Regions from separate parts of the Anser cygnoides genome. Here region 2 is linked to region 1. Evidence: chromatin contacts called from public Hi-C data. All regions are on one chromosome and are shown on one strand. Each heading gives the region's core, a stretch centred on a gene start, on an enhancer-like site or on the middle of the called end of the contact. The rest is flanking DNA. Distances are from core to core; before and after follow the strand shown.

Region 1 (3,230 bases), core at 358-2,857:
ACAGCCCCCATGGTGGTTCAGGCATTTTTAAGAGGGGGAAAAATCATGCAAAATGCAGAGGATACCTCACACACAGTGGGGCCCACAGGAGCCAGGGGGTCAAGACCTCCGCAGCGTGGGCACGGCCATCAGGCTCTGTAGGGTGATCAGCGCGGTTTGCCCCCTGGCCTGCATCTGTCTGCTGCTATCGGCATGCTCTGAGCGCCACGGGGCTGTCAGGACAGCTTGAACCTCACTGAAATCCCTCAATAAAAGTCACCGTGTACCTCCTCCTCCTCCTGAAGACATCCAAAGGCGGCAGCCGGGTGTCCAGCCCCGCTGTGACCCAGTGCTGCGGTAGGGGAGGTTTGGGCTGGCGGCAGCAGCAGCGAGCGGCAGCGTTTTTAGGACTGGCCGTAACAGCAGGCATGAAGCGAGTTCGTCATCCCCAGTCTGGTCCCAGACTGCTCACCAGTTAGGAGCTCCAGGCGGGCAGATCCAGACGCAGCTAATGCAGGATCGCAGCCCGAGGTTTTGTTTCCACCTTTGCCAGAGGCTTTGCCGCCCTGTGTCTTGCATGGGTCTCGGCTTCCTTGCTTGTGTCATGGTACCTGGTGACTTAACTTCCTTTGTAAAGCCACTTTCAGGAAAAAAAAAAAAAGGGTTCTGGATAACGTGGCTTTGCCTATAGCTTTACCGTATGAATCGACAAAAACGATGCCGGTCGGGTTGGTGCTCTTACAGCAAGAGCTGAATGAGGGAGATGGATCCTTCAAAATAAAAACGGGGGGAGGGGTAGCAGTGGCTGTCAATCTCAATAAGTAAACACTTCTTTGATGTGGTTCTTTAAAAAAAAAAAAAAAACAATAACCCAAATCCTAAAAGCAACATCGTATGTTTATTTTAAACGCATCCGCTAAATATTTACACTGAAAGCAAGCTAAACGAAAAAAAAAAGGAAAAACTGGAACTTTTGTCAGTGAACCAGATTGTGAAATGCCTTGAGGGAATAGAAGATTTATTTGGGGAGAGGGCGAGAGGTAGGAATTTTCCATGCTATTGTAAAACATGAGCTCAAATTATATGATCCCCACAGCCAGTGAATTGCAAAGCTTCAATCAGCTGCCTTTTTTATTTTTTTTTTCTCCCTTCCTCTCTTTTCTATAAAGAGGAGGGGGGGAAGACAGAAGTGTTTCACCAACTTCTGTTGACTGTTCCTTTTTTCTCCTGATTGAAATGTGTTGTTAAACAAGATCCCACATAATCTCAGCAGAGGGTTTCTCTCGCTCGCTCGCTCCCTCTCCTTCTGGGAAGCCGCGATCAGTGCCATCGGCGCTTGATTATTTGCAAACTCCCTTCGCTCGCTTTTTTTTTTTTTTTTTGCCCTTTTTTTTTTTTTTTTTTTTCCTCCTCTCCCTCTCCGTCTTCCCTCTCTCTCCCTCCGTCTCTCTCTCTCTCTCCCCCTTCCTCTCGCCCCCAGCGCAACTTTTGCAGGCGCCCCGGCACACGCAGCCATGCCGCGCTGAGAGCGGGGGCACCGCGCCAGCCCCCCTCCTTCCCTCCCTCCCTCTCCCTCTCTCCCTCCTCCCTCTCCCTCCCTCCCTCCCTCCCTCCCTCCCCAGCGCCGCCGTCCCGAGCCGGGGGGGCCCCGCCGCCCGCCGCCCCTGCCCGGCCCCGCGCCGCGCCTCGCCCCGGCCCCGGCCCGGCCCGGCCCGGCCCGGCGCCGCCGCCCCCCGCCCGCTCGCCCGCCCGCCCCGGCCGCGTCGGAGGGCCGGCAGCGGGGCTGGATGTGCCCGGCTCCCCCCGCGCTGAGGCGGGCGGCGATGCAGAAGGCAGGCGGCAGCTTCGCCTCCGCCGAGAGACACCCGCTCAAGATGGCAGATGTGTGTTGAGTTTGGGGGGCTGCGATCTCGCGTCGTTCGTGGCGGCGTTGCCATGAATAACAGGCGTCCTTGCACCGATGGCCCCCATGTACGAAGGTAAGCCCCCCCACCCCCAGCCCGGCACGGCTCGGCGCGGCTCCCCTCGCCCTCCCCGCGGGACCGGGGGTCCCCCGCCGCCCGCAGCTCGCCGTGCCCCGGGGAGGCTGCCGCCGGGGCGCCCCAGCCCTGCCCGGCGCCCCGCGGGGGGGGACCGGGGCGAGGACGGACGGGGGTCGCCGCCCGGTTGCCCCCCCCGCCCCGGGCACCCCCTTTACCCCCCGGTCCTGCGGTTCGGGGCTCTCGGGCCCCGGCGGGGGGCGGCGGGCGAAGTCCGTGCCGGTGCCGAGCAGAACAATGAGGTGGCCGGAGCTTGCCCTGCGCCTCGGCGCGGCTCTCGCTGCCGGCTCCTTTCGCCTGCCTGCACGGAGTTGCCCCCCCCCCCCCCCCCCCCCGGGGAGCAGGGACCCCGGTGGCAGCGGGCAGGGGGCACGGGGCTGCCGGCAGCCTCCTGTCAGCTCCCCGGCTTGTGCCGGAGCCCTGCGGGGGGAAGCCCAAGTGCCCTAACTTAGTTCTTTGGGGCTCGGGGGGGGGGGGGGGGGGGGTGCACGTTTTGGGGTGGCTAAAAAAAAATAATAAATTAGGTGTGCGTGTATCGGTGTGCGTGTGAACGGCTCGGTTTAAATCCCCTGGCGGTGCGTTTACGGGAGGGTGCCGGGGGAGCATTACATAAAGCGGGGGGAAGCCCACCCCGCCTTCCCTTCGCCCGGTGCCGGTGCTGGGGGGGCCGGCAGCGGGACTGGGGCTGCGCGGCGAGGCTCGGCAAAACTTAATCCGAGGGGAAAACCGACTCCGGGCTGCGGCGCCCGGGACGAGGGCGGTGTAAAGTTACCGCCCCGCCGGGTTATTCCTGGGCAGCCCCGCACGGCCGGGACCCCGCGGGAGACAAAGACGGAGCGTTTTCGGCAGCGGAGGGAGGCCGGCCGGCCCTCTCCTCCCCTCCCCTCCCCTCCTCTCCCCTCCCTTCCCTTCCTTCCCTCCCCGTCTGCCGGAGCCCGGCGCCGCCGGGGGGCGCGGAGGGGCCGCGGCGGCGGGGCCCAGCACGGCGGTGGCGGCGGCGGGCCGGTGCCGGCGGCGGGCCCGGGGTGCCGCTCGGTGCCGGCCCTCCGGCGGCGCCCTCTGCTGGCCGCGCCGCCCCCGGCGGCCCCGGAGCCCCCCGGGCCGCCTCCAGCGGGAGGCCGCGGCCGCTGCGCCGCCGCCGGAGCCCACCTGCCCGGCCCCCGAGGCTGGCTAGGCCCGGCCTGCGGAGCCCCGGGCGCTGCCGTGCCCGTG
Region 2 (3,230 bases), core at 308-2,807, 60 kb after region 1:
AAGTATTAATGATTTAAAGACTCTTCAAATAATAAGGGTATTTGGACTACCCTGAGTTCTTTTGGTTTGAGTAAGTGATATAAAGGCTCCATTTTGGTCTAATCAGAACAAAATTTCCCTCCACAATGCACTTCTCCAAATTTTTTAGCAAAAAATAACCTCTTTTTACTCTAATTAAAAACCTGCCACTATGAAATTTTGGTGTTAGGCATTAATGTAACATTTCTGGCGGATGAAAAACCAATCCAATTTTACTTCATATAGAGGACATGTTTTCCTTTTTTCTTAAATATATATATATCCTGTCCCCTTACTAATCTCCAGACTGCATTCTTAAACATTCTTCAACATTTTTTCCCTTCTTTTTTTTATGGCAGAGTAAAAATAATAAGCTGAAGTCTGAAATAGAATTGTTGCTCTTCAACTTTCCAAAGCAGTAAGGGAAAATAGATTACATACATAGTGAGTTTTAAAAATCAGCCAGTGTGTGGGATATGCTACACCGAGCCTCTTTTCAGAAAAGAACTGGATTGCAGCCTTTAGGAGCTGTGTTTACTGTAAGAGAAACTGAATTTATAGCAAGTAAAGGATGTGGGAAGTACCAGCTCAGTACTGCTGCGATGACTGCAAAGCAAAAATTAAGAAAAAAAAAAAAAGCTGTACAGACAAAACAGGGATTTTCCACTGTGGAGATAAATTACTGGAAGTGCCTGAAATCCATTTGTTCTAGGAAGGTGCACCGTGCAGTCACTTCTGTCTTTAACCTATTGAAGGGTTAAAAGTTGGAGCGCGAAGTGACTCGGGGAGAAACCTCCTGTCACAGCGCTAAAGACTCATTTATTGGGAGAGCGCTACGCTGCTTACTGTAATTGCAAGAAAATTAAAAGAAAGCAAATTAGCTGGGAGCTTTTCAGAACTCTTCCTCCTTTTGCTGACGTTAATGAGATTTTTCCCCATACCAAAGCAGCTTTAATAACTTCCGCCGAGTGGCTTCTGCAAGCCATTGCTTACCGAAGAAAACAAACCTGGCGTGACGGCAGCTCGGCGGCGCGCAGGGGAAGGAAGGGGCAATGTGGGCAGGGGGACTCGTTGGGGTGGTTTGTGTTGCAGCCTGGTGTAGGGATGTGTGCCGGTTGTCTGCCTGCGGACCTGTGCCTCTGCCAGCCCCCATTCCCAGTAAAATGCACCTTTAATGGCTTAGGTCCTCGTGTGGGTCTTGTTGGGGTGGCTGCTGCAAGCGCGAGGGTTGTGCTGTGAGGGTGAAATGTCGTGGGGCTGTGTTTCTGGCCGAGGTATTTCCAGGAAGGTGAGCTTCCTAAACCAGGGTGGAGGTTGGGACAGAGGGGAAGGGCTCAAGTGTGCTCAGCTTCCTTAGCAGGAATTCCTCTGCGAAGCAAGAACCTGCTGCTTTCCAAGAAACTGGGCTAGCAGGAGAGATGCTTTGGAGGCGAGGGAAGGAGAAGAGCGAAATTATCCATGCGTTTGGAGGCCCCTCTGTGGGGAAATGCTGAGTTGCAAGCAAGTTACGTTGCAGGAAAAGGCTGTAAGACCCTTCTTTGCTCCTCGGTCCACCCAGGAGAGAGGTGGCCACCAGGGCTGTGCTGAGCCTGGTCCCTGTGCGAAGGAGGCTGGAGGGGCCGGAGCCGTGTGGATCCCGAAGGGACAAGGGGACGGTGAGGCTGTAGCTCTCCCTTGGCTTGGCTGCGGAGCTTTGCTGCACAGGGCTGCAAAAGCACCTTGGCTTTCCTGCAGGTTGGCGATGGATGCAAATGTTTGTTTGTGGTGGGCATCTCTCTAGCTATGTACACACAAACCCAGTGTATACGTACGCGTGTATGTTGAGTGGGAGTAATATTTTGTAATTTCTAAGGCACTCCTACGTGAAGAGACGTGGGTGCCTAAGAAAACATAGCTGAAAGCAAAATCAACATGACCTAGTAAACAACAGCTATCGAGCACATGTGTGCCTACCGTAAAGCAGATCCTTCCCGCACGGGCTGTGCTTCTCCGGGCCGTGAGGAGTTACTGCCGCTGAGCTGAGAGCTCCCTGCAGGATTTCACTGAGTGCAGGCAGTTGTTCTGCAAACTTTCTTCTGCATTTAACACGCCACTGTCCGGGCATAACAAGCCAACATCCAGCGGCTACAAAGCCTGCTTTGTAGGAAACACTACCCACTAGGTGCGGTGCAAGTGGGGCTGGTTTTTGGCAGTGGTTGCTTGGCAGATACCTTCCTGGTGCTGTCCTGTGGGTGACATCACGATTTGCAAGTTATTAAAAGTTTAGGAGGATTCAGAACATTCTCTTCCAACGGTTTCTAAATATTTCATGCCTGTCATCTAAAGCAGTTTCAGTGCTTCAAAACAGCAGGAGAAAAAATTATGCATTGTATATTTATAATACATGATTGTTGATCTCTGCTGACATTTATCTTTACTCCAGAGAAGAGACCAGATAACTTGGTTGTGGCTGTGAAGGTAAATGTCATAACCGGGATAGCCTGTTACAGATGTGTATTAACCCTTTCAATTAATTTTCTTAACACTTTAATTGGCTTAACAAATGGTCCTGTGATAAATTAGCCCTGTGCTTTTATCCTCCTCATTTAAAGGAATATGTGATGAAAGTTGCACTGCTCCAGAAGTCAGCACAGAGATGCAAACCATAAAATCACTCTCCAGGGATGACAGAGGAGGTCAAGCTGAAGGTGCAAGAGCCCAGAAGATGCTAGCTCTGTGCACGTTAGCAATTAGTATGACCCAGTGGGAGAGGAGCTGTACAGCAAAATACTTGGTGCCAGGGACCTGACACCCATATTTTTGGCCTCGGTGAGGGCTCTTTTGGACTAGGCCCTATTCAGTGGGTGAATAGGCTGTTAATGCTCTGAAACCACCCTGCAATGTGAACATGCAACAATGGGAACAACAGAGAAGTTTGCCTTGAAAGGGCCGAAACTGAAGCAGTGGTGTATTTGCACCCAGTCTTGTCAGTTCCTTACACTTTGTATAATATATGTATTTCTTTTAAGTGCCAGCTCCTGATATCCTACCTTTGTAGGAGAATCTGTTTTGTAACTAAAAAAAAAGGGGGGATGGAATGGGGTGAGGAGGGGGATTTCTAGACTTCAGTGTTATTTCAAGAATGAACGTGAATGAAAGCTAAACTTAAACTGAATATAGTTTTAAATATATAGTTTTTAAAAAGAAAAAAAAAAGACCTCATGATTTTGGAG

What was found. Hi-C and Micro-C count contacts between places; a contact is called where the count stands out from the background.
Region 2: a contact with region 1 is called in a Hi-C map of liver, with 2.4 times the contacts expected there. The contact joins the enhancer-like site here to the promoter of HIPK2 in region 1. A contact is called at or near these places in 3 of 7 Hi-C or Micro-C datasets (all in liver).

The regions. Positions count from the first base shown.
Region 1 is chr1:60,993,628-60,996,857 of Taihu_goose_T2T_genome, forward strand. HIPK2 (homeodomain interacting protein kinase 2) reads left to right here and starts at 1,608. Exons shown (of 15, transcript XM_066997849.1): 1 at 1,608-1,958. The coding sequence starts at 1,940.
Region 2 is chr1:61,054,149-61,057,378 of Taihu_goose_T2T_genome, forward strand. The region is part of intron 2 of HIPK2 (homeodomain interacting protein kinase 2); the gene reads left to right. Among named protein-coding and RNA genes, the nearest start is that of HIPK2, 61 kb to the left of the region's middle. Within about 2 kb of position 1,558, at least 1 of the 3 cell types and tissues checked has open chromatin away from gene starts, as enhancers often do. A contact at or near this core is called in liver, where this site is marked.